Linked DNA regions of Danio rerio: region 1 is linked to region 2. The links are chromatin contacts, called in public Micro-C maps. All regions are on one chromosome and are shown on one strand. The core of a region is the stretch at or near the end of the contact, and the rest is flanking DNA. Distances in the headings are between cores, read along the strand shown. Region 1 holds the start of si:ch211-241b2.1. Region 2 holds the start of LOC572670.

Region 1 (7,494 bases), core at 4,944-7,443, 210 kb after region 2:
GATATTACATTGTAGAATATTACCGTAAAATAATGGATGTTAAATACAGATATTTACCGTAAAATAGCGCATATTATTTACAGAGATATACCGTAAAATAATGGATATTAAATTACAGAAATTTACAGTAAAATAACAAATAAATTACAGATTTTTTTCTAAATTTTATTTTCTAGTAAATATCTGTAATATAATTCTGTAATATAATGTTTGTTATTTTACAGTAAATTTCTGTAATTTAACAGCCATTATTTAAAAAAAATTTCCCGGCACCCCAGCTGCCGAAAATAAACCATAAAATTACGGATTTTCTTTTACAGTACAGATGGGTTTTTTTCGTCTTTTTTTGCCCACTCAACAATTCACACATTACTGTCTGGCTAGTTTCTGTGCTCTACTTATAAGCCAAAAAGGCAATAATGGTCCAACATTCCTGACCATCATCATCAATAAAGCCTAGAAAAACAGAGCATCAGTATCTTGTAAACCAATAGGTTCAAATATTTCCAGTTATCAACTTTTGCCTTGACCTCTTTTAGTTTTAACAATCTTATCCCTCAGGTCAACTTTTTAACAAAAACTTTCCTCCTTTCCCACAGCTGTTGCAATTTCTATCCAATAATTATTGTTCATTGGGTTTTTCCTATGATAACGCACCTGTCTTACCTGTTTCAGACACATTCTCTTTAAAGTGAGTCATATCGAACTCAAATGAAACTTGGCACCACACGAACATTCGCTCAAGTCTCAAAAAATTTAGTGCGCTTCGCCAGCTGAAATCATGTCGCGCGCACCCAAAGCAAACCACCGCAAACAGAGTGATGACGCAACAATTGCCGCACACGCCGAGTTCAATAACAGAAAGCTGATTGGCTATTGCATGTTGGTCTCATTTTTAGTTGTAATACCACAAATTACATTTGGACTAGTGATATAAAGAACTACAACACCACGAAAACCAAGCAACAATAACAAAAAAGAATTACCTAGAAGACCTAGAACAGCCAATTTAAGACTTTTTAAGGTCTAAAATTTGGATTTTTACATTTTAGACCCTGCACAAGAACATGCCTAATATTGCTGTTCTCCAGTGTGAATTTTCTCATGATGTTTCAGGCTTCCTGAAAAAGTGAAACTCTTCCCACAGTGTGAGCACTGATACGGTTTCTCTCCGGTGTGAATCCTCCGGTGTGTTTTTAAGTTGCCCGACGACGTAAAGCTCTTCCCGCAGTCTGAACACACATAAGGTTTGTCTCCAGTGTGGACGTTGCTGTGAATTCTTAAATTTTCCAGTCGTGAAAAACTCTTTCCGCAAAAAGAGCAGCAGTGAGGCTTCAGTCCGGAGTGGACTTTCAGGTGTGTGCTCAGGTTTGACGAATAAACAAATGTTTTATCGCACTGATCACAGCTTAACGGCTTCCCTCTGATGTGAGAGAGCAGATGCTCTTTGAGGGCGTGTTTATATCTGAAACTCTTTCCACACTGACAGCAGGTAAACGGTCTCTCTCCAGTGTGAACCCTCATGTGTGAAACCAGCCTTGATTTCTCGGTGTAACTCTTTCCACATTCGGTGCATGTCAACAGTCCTTCCCCAGTGTGAAATCTCATGTGGCTGTTAAAATGCGATTTTTTTTGGAAGACCTTTCCACACTCACAGCAGATGAACGGGCCTTTGGCTTCAGCTTTTCTAGCTTGTTTTGGTCTGAAGGTTTCTTCAGTCTGTGAACTGACTGCATCTCCATATTCATCTGTGAGAAGATTAGGTTTATTAAACCCGCGGTGTTTGACTGATTCCAAAATCGATTAATTTATTAGAGGTGTTAAATAAGTATAAATGTGAAACAAAACAGGGAATATAGTTTTAGCATAATATAAGGGCCATTCTTCAACTACGGGCACTTTTAGCCTTGTGAAGTTGAGTAAAAAAAACGTGTTCAAAATTAACAGAGCAGCCTCATAAGTTTAAACAAAGGACAAACTTAGATGAGAAGAAGAGGAACAGTTTTTCCATCGTGAACTGAAATGTCAATTCCAGCACATCTCAATATACAGCTTTTATCAAAATGAAATGAATGATGGCAGTCAAAAGCCCCTTTCACACAGTGATACCGGTAAATATCTGGAAAATTTCCGGAACGACTTTACCGGTGTATTCAAAAAAGCGCTGTTCACACAGGCGAGGACGTTACGGAAATTTTCCGGAAAAGAGCGTTCACACATCCATTCCAAAATACCGGTAATTCTGACATCATTCACCACAAATGAGCTTTAAACGGCTGCGCTTGTATTTGTAAACATTTGACTAAATTACAAACTCTGTGGATGATCAATATTGTGAACAACTTTCACAGGATCACTTTCGCATGTCGAGATGTTCATAATATGTGTGTGTGCAGGCGCTCACAGGCTGTTTCACAGGTGCACGCAAAGCTTGAAGGTAAACAAACAACGGCTTATCATAAGCATCTCATCGATGATTATTTGCACAGTTGGCATTAAGAAGAACATATAAACGTGATCTGACTAACTTCTAGCAGCTAAATGTGTCTGGAAAAAAATTCAAAGGCTTTTATTCTCACAAACCGCGCGGACGTAAATGCGTCTGACTGTTGTGATTGGTTAAAGCAGACGTCTCATGTTAGCACGTTCTAGACGTGCACGCGCTTATTACGGTAATCTTCCTTCTGCATTCACACAGCGCAGCATTCCGGCAAATTACCGGTAATGTTACAACTTCTCTTTCCGGAAAATAGCCAGAACGAATTTACCGGTATTTTCAAAAAGGACCTGTTCACACATACAACCTTTCCCTGTATGTGTGAAAGGGGCTAAACACTGTCTAAGATCATTTTTGTATCTAGTTTAACCAATCTTTCCACAGTATACATAATAACTATACATTTGTCAATGAAATAAATGAGTTGCATGCTGAATTGTACACTGGTCACATTCTAAAATTGAATATTAATTCGGTTAAGAGGTTATTAGAAAATAAATAAACTGAATAAATAGAGCACAAACTTATACATTGTGAATACATGTTTAATGTGTAATGTAGGGATGCTCGATTTTGGGACAAATCCTATTCACAATTATTTTGGTCATAATTGTAATCACGATTATTCAAAACGATTATCAGTTGAAGTTAAAATTACTAGCGCTCCTGAGATTTTTTTTTTTAAATAAATATTTCCCAAATCATGTTTAACAGAGCAAGGAATTTTAACAGCATTTCCTATAATATTTTTTCTTCTGTCATTCATTCATTTTCTTGTCGGCTTAGTCCCTTTATTAATCTGGGGTCGCCACAGCGGAATGAACCGCCAACTTATCCAGCAAGTTTTTACGCAGCGGATGCCCTTCCAGCCGCAACCCATCTCTGGGAAACATCCACACACACATACACACACACATACTCATACATACGGACAATTTAGCCTACCCAATTTACTTGTACCGCATGTCTTTGGACTGTGGGGGAAACCGGAGCACCCGGAGGAAACACACGCGAACGCAGGGAGAACATGCAAACTCCACACAGAAACGCCAACTGAGCCGAGGATCGAACCAGCATCCCAGCGACCTTCTTGCTGTGAGGCGACAGCACTACCTACTGCGCCACTGCCTCGCCTTTTTTCTTCTGTGAAAAGGCTTATTTGTTTTTTTTTATTTCAGCTAGAATAAAGCAGGTTTAAATATTTTGAAACCCATTTTAAGGTCAATATTATTAGCCCCTTTAAGCAATAAATATTTTTGATGGTCTGCAGAAGAATCTACTGTTATACAATGACTTGCCTAATTAACCTAATTAAGTCTTTGAATCGCACTTTGAATCTGAATGCTTATTTTTTGAAAATAGTCTAATATTATGTGCTGTCATCAGAGCAAAGATAAAAGAAATCAGTTATTAGAAATTATATTAAATTATTAAAAATATTATGATCAGAAATAAGTTGAAAAAAAATCTTCTTTCCATGAAAAAGCATTGGGGAGGAAAATTGCTGCTAATATTCAGGAGGGCTAATAATTCTGAGTTTAACTGCATATATACAGTTATTTTCCACCCCCGAATGGAAAGAGAAATGAATATAGTAGAATAAAAATATGAAACAAACTGTGCTTTAAGCATCTTCACTGTAAGAAAAACACTTTAGCAACAAAAGTCCTTCAGTCAAAAGCACTGAGGGATTTTCTTGTATTGTTGTTTGATTGATTATAAAAACAGGCAGCAGCAGGAACATCGCGCGCTTTCACTTTAATGGTTTCTCTTTCACGTGTCTTTTGATTCTCAACTCGTTTATTTATTACACAAATGAGGGTTGATATGAATTATCACTAAACACCGCGTTTTGACACCTATTTGACCATTAAAGCGCTCACGTTAAGATTACTTTAGATGTGTGCGCTGACAGCGCTCTGCTCGTCTCAGTGTGCGAATGAGACTGAATGCTGACCGCATGCTTATGTGTGTGTGCGCGCCGCATGCACACACACACATAAGCATGCGGTCTTTCGCGCTGCTAAGTTAATAATCGTTTATCTCGATTAATGGTTTTTCATAATCATTAGATGCTAAAATCAAATTTAAAATCGATTAATTGCACAGCCCTAGTGTGATGAGAACTGTTTAAATATTCTTTATTAATACTGTTTAAAAATGTGTGTGGTGATGGAAATGACAGTGGTGGAAATGACATTTCAACAGTTTATTGTGAAAAAAAAATAAAGATAGCTTCACCGATTAGCTTTGAATTGAAACTAGCCTTTCATGCACACAAAACACTCTTATTTACCTTCATTTGGTTTGGTTTTTAAAAACATATATAAGGTACAACATGTTTGTAAATGACGTAGAATAAATGTATTTTTTTTTATCAAGCAATATTTACCTTGATTTTTATTCAAGTGTTGCTGGTAAAAATGTAAATTCTCTCCATCTTGAAGATGTTCTCAGACATCACTATTAATTTTCATAGAAACCACCTCAATAATCTCACACAAACTTTTTAAAGTTACATTACAGTGCTGGAAATGACACTGATACTGTGCGACAGCTATATTTTGTATAAAAGATAACATTGATAATAGTCTCACATTAATAACTATAAAATATTTAACTTATTTCACTAGTGCTTAATTAAGATACATTAATAGATACCAGATAAATAATATTTTAAAATGTTATTTTCATTGTTGACGTTTATAACTGGGTGTGCGACAAGGTGGAAAACAGTGATTTTGACAACTAAAAGGAGGTTGAATAATATGAAAATAATATGATAGAAAGGTAGTAAATGTTTTAAAAGTAGGTTTTATTGTTAGTTTGACAAGGAAAGAGGAATTTGAACAAAAATATTTGTATTTTTGGATGATCAAAGGACATAAAAGTCCCCATAGTTGAAGAATTACCCATATATAATATATGGTTTGTATTGTTATAAGTAATTTTTCACATTAATGTTCCTAAGCAGTCATTAAAAAGAAAAACTAATTAAAAATACAAACCTATTTGTTCCTCTGCATCCTCCTCTTTTATTCTGCAGGGTTCTTCCTTAATCTCCATCTTCACTATTGTATGTCAGTTGTTTCCCCTGCAGTAATTCCTCCTGTTGGCTTCTTCTTCAGCTGTGGGAAGATGGTAATATTCCTCATGAAATAAACTCTCATCATGTGTAAATATATAGATAAGCTGGTCAATTTCAAGTTGGATATGATGAAAGTAATCAACAGGAACATCAGAGTTCGATCTGTTTCCAGTAACCGCTACTGATGATTGTTTTGATTCACTAAAATGAACCGACTCTTAAGAATCATTCGTTTGGGAATCAAACTCGAGCTCCATACGCGAATGAGTTGAATTTCCCCAATAAAATAAAATAAACACACTCACAAACTGGTAAAAATCTGATGTAAAGTAACTCTCCATACACAAATTGATAAAACAAGTTCACAGCCGGTGGGTTTAGCAATGCGGTTGCTATTTAACTGCAGACTATCAATACTAACGCACTGTCCGTCGTCAGTTTCGTGTATAAAACAGTCAATAATTAGGATGATACAGATTACCAGCGTAATAGTATTTTTCCTTACGTTTGTCAATAAGAAATTTAAATATAATTAAGTTAGTATGCCATAAAATAAATCCGGGGAAAGCTGATTTACTCACCGCCAGCTTTAGCACCATATGTTTTGTGCATCAGTTAAATTGTTCCGTGTTACTACATATCCATATAGTTCCCTCTCTTTGTCGGCTTTAAGAGATGGTTCACCCCAAAAAAAAAAAAAAAAAAAAAAAAAAATCTGTCACCATTTACCCACCCTTTTACCTTTTTCAAACCTTTATGAGTTTCTTTATTTTGTTGAACACAAAGAAAGATATTTTAAAGAAAGCTAGAAACCACTGACTTCCATGGTATTTCTTTTTCCTATGCAAGTCAAGGGTTACCGGTTTTTATCTCTCTTCAAATATCTTCTTTTGTGTTTAACAGTAGAAATAAATAAAGGTTTGAGGCTGAGTATATTAAATAAATTTTTGTTTTCCTTTTAAAAATAAAAATATACTCATTGTTTACCCAACCAAAGCTCAATACAGAAACAGGACCCTCTTTAACAAAAGCTGGTAAAAATATCTAATTTTCATTACTTCAGAATCAAAATCAGATTCATTTTTATTGCCAAGTGTGCTTCACACAAACGCAAGAGACTTATTTTGGCTACAGAAGCTTCCAGAGGGGTCAGGCCGGCACTAAACTATTAAGAGCTGATCTCCGACCAGTAAAAAGCTGAACCATGGAGGCATACATAGACACAAGAGATAATCTGTTGTTGAAACTCAGGGTTGTTTCTTGTACAATCAGCTGTCTAATCAAACTGATTCAAAACTGGTTTAATCAACATTTGGCTACAATCTCCTCACTGCACATGAGTCTGCACTGGGGCTCTATTTTGAAGATCCATGTACAAAGTGCAAAGCGAAGGCGCAAACGCATTAAGGGCGTGTCATAATCCACGTTTGCTATTTTAAGGATGGAAAAATCCGCTTTGCGCCGTGGCGCATTATCTAACAGGGTTGAGCTTATTCTCTTAATGAGATATAGGTGTGTTTGGAGAATAAATCAATCAGAGTCTCGTCTCTCATTCCCTTTAAAGGGCCATGAAACCCCCTCGTTTCAGCAGGGTGTTTTCACACCTCTACTTTGGAAAAAGACAGAAAAGTGGGCGTGTCCAGCTCTGTTTAGGGGGGAGTGTCGGAGGAGCAAAAGAGGGAAGGTGTGGGAGTGTCTATTTGACCACGCGCTGAGTTTCAGAGTCTACACACACACACACACACACACACACACACACACACACACACACAGGAGAAAGTGACTGTGTTTACATGGACATCAGTAATCAAATTATTTGCCAAATTATTAAAGGGGTGGTCCACTACGATCTCATGTTTTAAACTTTAGTTGATGTGTAATGCAGCTGTGTGAACATAAACAACATCTC
Region 2 (7,054 bases), core at 767-3,266:
TTTTTTTACACTAAAACACTGTACAGTGTGAAGGTTTTCAGTTTACTGTTTCCTGATGTCAGTGTTAAACTTAAAAAAAGGCCATGAGTTAATGTATTTCCTAACATGAACAAGTGCTGAACAATATATTTAATACAGTATTTATTAATGCAAAGCTGTTTATTAATAGTTCTCATTAACTCACAGTGCATTAACCAATGTTAACACGCATAGATATTAATAATGCTTTAGTAAATGCTCAACTTTGATTAAAAAATATGTACAAGACTGTTTATACTTTGGTGGTAAATACATTGACAAATATTAACTACTGGAACATTATTGTAAAGTGTGAGCCAGTGTTTAATCTTCATTGTAAAGGATCTTTAGGGGGTTTCTTTTAAGATTTAAGTGTGAAAGGATTTCACTATACTTAATTTGTTTTATAATAAAAATCTTTGCTATCTTTTTGTAAGTTCCATACATTTGTAAAATGTGTATATATATATAATGCTTTTTATACAAATAAACTGCCTCTGAGAGGTGCATTAAACCTGATCATATCTCCACTTTGTGCTCATATCATTTCTTTTATTTCTCAGTTTTTAAAACACTCTAAATGGGGACTACTACAGAAGTTGTTAGAGACATTTAATGTATATTTCACTTCTTAATCATGCAAATTTGCTGTTAATTTACTCAGACTAAACCCATCCAGATTGCAGGTCACTTTTTTCCAGCAGAACATTAAACAGAGAAACATGCTGTTCATTTACTAAGTCTAATTCTTAGAATCAAATAGTAAATCAGGGAACACAGAATTAGTACCCATGGCTCCAGACAATAGTGCAATGTAATGTAATGTGTATTTATTTAGCATGCTTATAACCATACACACAAGTGCTTCACAACAATGGGAGGTATCTCCACTCCACCACTAGTGTGCAGCTCCACTTGGATAATGTGATGGCAGCCACAGGACAACAGCGCCAGTGCGCTCACCACACACCAAGGCAGGGCCGGAGCAATCTAAACTGGCGCTCTAGGCAAACGCTGATCATGCTGCCCTCAAAGTGAAAACGAGGGACAGGTGTGTGAGTACACCTACGACAGCGAGTACCGTTGAGGGGTTATCGCAGACGAAAATTAGGACCTGGAGGAGGGATGTCGCGGACACCGTCCTCCTTATCCTGCGGCCCTAGGCGTCCGCCTGCGGCTCTATCACTATCTCTCCAAACCACCTACAGGGCCGGCGCGTCCATAGAGGCGACTCTGTGGTTTGTAATGTAATGGGCAGCACAAACGTCTTGATACCTCAGGCTGTTGATGTTGATCATCCACTCTGCAGATCTCTCGCACGCCCCCATACTGAATGTAACCCCAAACCATGACTTTTCCTTTACCAAACTTGACTGATTTCTGAGAGAATGTGGGTTCCAGTAGGTCTTCTGCAGTATTTGTGATGATAGGGACGCAGATCAACAGATGATTCATCAGAGAAATCCACCTTCTGACACTTTAAATGATCAACTAAGACAAGTTATTATACAGATTTTTGTCAGGTAGAGTATGTATTTCAGTTTACTTTGACATTTTTATTCCCGTTTTGTTTTGTTTTTTGTTGGTGTTGTTGTTTGTTTGTTGGGAATATTTTGACTGAACATATTTTTATTTTTAGGATGTTTTCTAATTTTTTTTATCTAAACATTATGCAAAGGTAAATTAAATATAGACATAAAGGTAGAATATTTTTCACTATTTCATAAGGAAAATAATTTTTTGTTAGCATTTTTGATCTTGTAAACTGACTTATAGGTTGTTGTGGGTTAAATTACTTTTACTCTGGCTAATAAAAGGTCATACGTTTTGAGTTATTTTGTATTTAATGAATTGTATGAACCAAAGGCGTTTGCTGTAAGTCGATGATACACACACACATATGATATGTCCATATAAACATACAAACTCGAATGTGTCGAGTGGGTTCAGGATTCGAGTTCCGAGTGAAACCGATTCAGTATTTTGATTCATTTAAATGAACCGACTCTTAAGAGTCATTCGTTCGGGTGTCTGAAACTGCATGCGCTCATTTCATATCTAATTTAATAGATTTATTTCTCACAATATTTGAAATCATTTAACCTGGCGATATTTAGACAAAAATGTTTTACGCAATCTATTCTCATATTTTATTATTTAAACAAAACACGTAAATCTAGGTAATTCAGAGGAGTGTAACGTAAGTCGTGTGCTAATGAAGCTTCTCCCACAGCTATATGAGTTTAAATGCCGAGGAATATCCTCCTCATCTTCCCACAGCTGAAGCAAACAGGAGGAGAAACAACTGACATACTATAGTAAAGATGGAGATTGAGGAAGAACCCTGCAGAATAAAGGGGGAAGAGACAGAGGAGGCAATAGGTTTGTATTTTTCGTTGTTCTGTTTAACGATTGACGATAAACATTTAGATGGAAACTGACATGTAACAATACTGAATGGGTATATAGATATTATTGGGCACTTATATTCAATGTATAATAGGCTATTCGCGCCCATTTAAAACGAACTAGCGCCTTAAACAGCTTTTCAAAATCCTGCCGCGCAATTCACATTATTTTATTTTAATACTTAGATGTTCTACATTTTAAATCGTTGTTAACTGGCATAACTGAACTCTAAGCTTGATTATTGTGTATATCTGGATATGGATAGGATATATGAGATGAGAATGTGAATCTAGCAGCTGAGCGTTTCGCTGTGCGGAGCGGTCGCCATATTAGGGGAGGCAAATAATGTAAACAAACACAAAATCACCACACAATAAAAGTCTAACTTTTATGTAAAAACTATTTAAAACTTGTACTTCAGATTATTACTAAAGTCTATTTACACTGCAAATATTCATTTGGTGTTTAGAGTGGTTCACTAAGATAAGAAATAAAATGTATAACGGTGGATATATCATATAGCTTGATACTGAAAGTTTACTGTTACCTAGCCATATAACTATAAAACTTAATTGTTTAGAAAAGTTGTTTTTGACTGTGTTATGAAGCCTAAAAGCAATAACTTCACTTGAAAAGTGCAAAATTGTCTATAGAGGAAAGCAAAGGAGTGGATATTATTATCATTATTAGCCTATTATTATCTTTTTTACATGGCTAAAACACAAGAGACAGAGATAATGACAGAGACAGGAACCTTCTAGGTATATATTCTTACCTTACTTGTGGAGTGAGCATTTGCAATTGAAGGGATAGTTCACTCAAAAATTTAAATTCTGTCATCATTTATTCATTAAGCACAAAAGAAAGCTGGAAACCTGTCACCACTAACTTCCATAGTTTCTGCCGAGTCTTAAAATGTCTTTAATCTCAAAATCCAAATTTTAGGCCTCAAATTAAAAAAATAAATAAATAACCTTAAAAAAAAGTCTTCAATTTACTGAAATATTGTGTTGTAGGTCTTAAATCTTTTTTAAACGGGTCCTAATTTTCCTTTGTTTGTGTTTTGCTACATAATCTGGCCAAAATACAATCCCCAACATATCATCTCAATAAAACTTTAAACTTTTTATTTAAAAAGGTAGTTTTTAACTTTATTTATCCTAATGGTTTAAATATTTTCCTTACAATAACATTTGTTTAAAAGTTCTCCAATGTATTTCCTGCTGAGGACACCGACCTGGACAGATTGTTGTGCATAGATTTAGTTTATTATCATTTTTTAAACTTTTGTTCATTTTTTTTATTTTAAAGAGATATTATGTTGAAAAAAAGTGTATGGATACAAGTAGAGCTTGCTTGTTTTTACACAATATTTAAATATTTAGCTAAATCTAAAATATTTAAATTGTTTATTATTAATGCATTATTAAATGTATTAAATTCTAAGACTTTTTTAAAAGGTCAAATAAAAAATCTTTTCCATCTGGGCCATTAAAAAATCCTTAGCCTTTAGCCCTTCATGAGTCTAAATTCCATTCATTATGGTCTTTAAAATGCCTTTAAAGGTCTTTAAATTTAACTTGATAAAACCTGCAGAAACCCTGATAGTATCTATTTGTTTTTCCTACTAAAAAGGCAATGTTACTGTTTTATTGTTTTCTTACATCTTAATTTGTGTTTAACAGAAGAAAGAAACTCAAAAAGGTTTGGAAGCACTTAAGGAAGAGTAAAAAGTGGGTAAACTGTCGCTTTAAGTGCAAATAAGTGTATGATAGATTCATGTATAGGCTATCAAAGATTACTGCCACAATGTCAAAATTCTATAATATAATATAATATAATATAATATAATATAATATAATATAATATAATATAATATAATACAATATAATATAATATAATTAATATAATAATATAATATAATTAATATAATATAATATAATATAATATAATATAATATAATATAATACAATATAATATATTATAATATAATACAATATAATATAATATAATTAATATAATAATATAATATAATATAATTAATATAATATAATATAATATTATATTAAATTATATAATTTATGACAAGCAAAAATTCATGTTTTTATGTTTGCTATTAGATAAACTGTTTTCATTAACAAGATTTTATTTACTTTTTTACTTATTTATTTATTTGTTTGTTTGTTTGTTTGTTTGACATCACAATTTCACTGGACAACCAAATGCATTTGTATAAGTGTTTTAGCAAACTTGCTAATTCTCAACACCTGTCCACAGGAGGCTTGACAAAGTTGACAAAATGAAAATATAATAAATACACAACATTATAATTCTTTACATAAAATTACTGTAGGCAAAAGCAAAGGCGGCATGCTCCAACAAACTAATAGTAGACTATTTGTGCAAACACTGGTGTTTTGTTTTTAACCACTTTTAAACACTACAAAAAATATCAATATTACTTTATTTTAGGCTAACAGGTAAATCATTCCACAGTTTGGCTCCCTTAACAGAGAAAACAGATTGACCAAATGAGGTCTTACACTTTGGCACTAGACAGTCACATTTAGCATCTGCTCATGTGACTCTGTGAGAGATTTGTTGCCGACTGATTAGATCTGACAACAGCATTGGAACATGATTATTTAAACATTTAAAAACCAATTTAAAATAATTGCATTTAATACAAATATCAAAACTGAAAAGGTTATGTTTACATAAAACATCACAATGATGCCATCTAGGGATGCAACAATACAGTTAGCCCACGGTTCATTACATACCTTGGTTTTTTAGCACGGTTTTCGGTTTGGTTCTCATGGCTTGACACGTGTGTTATTCTATAGGCAATAGGAACAGTAAGAGGTTAAGGAGAAAATATGAAAACGATTTATCACAATACTCATTTTGTTTAACTTAAAAGCCAAGTAAAAGTACAGTAGTTCCTAGTGTATGGTATAAAAACAAATGCACACTGAAATCTCACAGCTGCTGGTAGCCCATGTACAAACTGGGGAACACATCAAATCCTTCACTTTGAAAATAAACACATGTAAAGTTAATAAAGATAAATTGACCATTTCAAATAAACATATTTGTACTTCAGTAAACATAAATAAACCATCTTCATTATCTCAGTGCTGGATAAATGCGAGACGGTAGTCTGTAAAGCGGATCGAGTGCTTTTATAAGATGACAAAAGCCCACATCTCCAATCACCGAAAACGGCTGCAAATCTTCAGCAATAAACAGCCGCACTGCCTTTATTATTTTATGTGTCTCTCGGAGCCAGTTGGGTATGTTTGCTTGAAAGATTCAGCGAGGGATTGTTGCTATTTGGAGGACTTTATTAGCTTCTCTGCTATCCTGCCTTCAGACAGTGATATTGCTGGGTGATGGCGCTGCAGATGTGCAGTCATGGTTATACGTGTAAAGCAATGCTTGAACAGTTATTTTTTGTTCACCGTTTGGCATTATACTTACCGGCAAAATCAAAATGTCCTCACACCGCAGATTTGAAAGACGCCGGCGATTTCTCGTACTGCTGCCTCACTTCGCCGGCGCTTCCTTGTAATGTTGCCTCAGCCTCACTTCACCGCCGCTCGCAATGTTATAGTGTGGATGGTCAAGCGCCCCCTAACTTTAGAGCATAGTGATTGGATATTTACTCGCGGGGAGGAGTTTCCTCATCTTAGCTCATGGATTTACAGGCACACACATTTAATTCGGGGAGATATAAAACACACATAAATTATTTAAACGCAAAACCGAGAAAACTGCAATTCACAAGCACGTATTAAACCGTGGAGGTCGTACTGTACGGTGAAATATTATATTGAGAACCGTGCCATCCCCAATGTGTGAATCCTCATAAGTGAAATACTAGTTTATGCCTCAGTAGCTATGTTTCCATCCACCTATTTTATGCACATTTTGCAAATGCGCATAAAAATCCCGTTGATGGAAACGCCATGATGCGCATAAATTTTGAAAATGCGCATAAAAAACGTATTCGCCTAACTGGGTAGGATAAACTTTGGATGGAAACACTTTTACCGCATAAACTCCAGCATGCGCATTAAAACAGGTCATGTGATTTTGTTAAAAGAGATCATGTGATGCTTAAAATGTGTGTGAATGGACAAAACGTCATGCTGAGCACATTATTAGGCTGGCTTGTGTACCAAGCCAGACTACTGTTATCCTATTTTTCTTCTGAGACTAAAAAACAAAACGCATCTCCTCCTAGAGCTTTCGAGCTATGACCACCAAACTCACACCAAACCTTCAAACTGGTCTGACTTGGTGTGCTATATCTTTTCCAACTGATCCGACTTTCGGTTTTCCGAAAAACGTCCTGGGACCGTCGGAAAAATCCCATTGACTTAACATTGGACCAGACTTTGTGACCTCATAACTCTGCATCAGACTGTCACACAGACTTCTAACTGGGCTCATTTAATTCAGACTACCTAACTGCCAATACCTGATGAGCTTTTAACTTTCTGGCCATGCCCTAGTTACCACTTTTGGGACCCTAGAAACTGTCCCATAGACTTCCATTCAAAAGACTGTCATTGACTTTACATTGGATCAAACTTTGTGAGCTCATAACTCTGCATCAGAC

The links. A called contact is a pair of places that touch in the nucleus more often than the background predicts.
Region 1: a Micro-C map of caudal fin shows a contact between it and region 2, with 5 times the contacts expected there. The contact joins the promoter of si:ch211-241b2.1 here to the promoter of LOC572670 in region 2. A contact is called at or near these places in 2 of 18 Hi-C or Micro-C datasets (caudal fin and hematopoietic stem cells).

What each region holds. Positions count from the first base shown.
Region 1 is chr21:2,931,193-2,938,686 of GRCz12tu, forward strand. It overlaps si:ch211-241b2.1, which reads right to left and starts at 6,194. Exons shown (of 3, transcript NM_001017868.1): 1 at 6,167-6,194; 2 at 5,506-5,625; 3 at 351-1,748. The coding sequence starts at 5,563. The coding sequence ends at 1,072. All of the region lies in intron 11 of cert1b (ceramide transporter 1b), which reads right to left.
Region 2 is chr21:2,728,021-2,735,074 of GRCz12tu, forward strand. LOC572670 reads left to right here and starts at 2,017. Exons shown (of 2, transcript XM_021468946.3): 1 at 2,017-2,400. The coding sequence starts at 2,343. It overlaps si:rp71-1h20.3 (a long non-coding RNA gene), which reads left to right. Exons shown (of 4, transcript XR_222769.6): 4 at 1-537.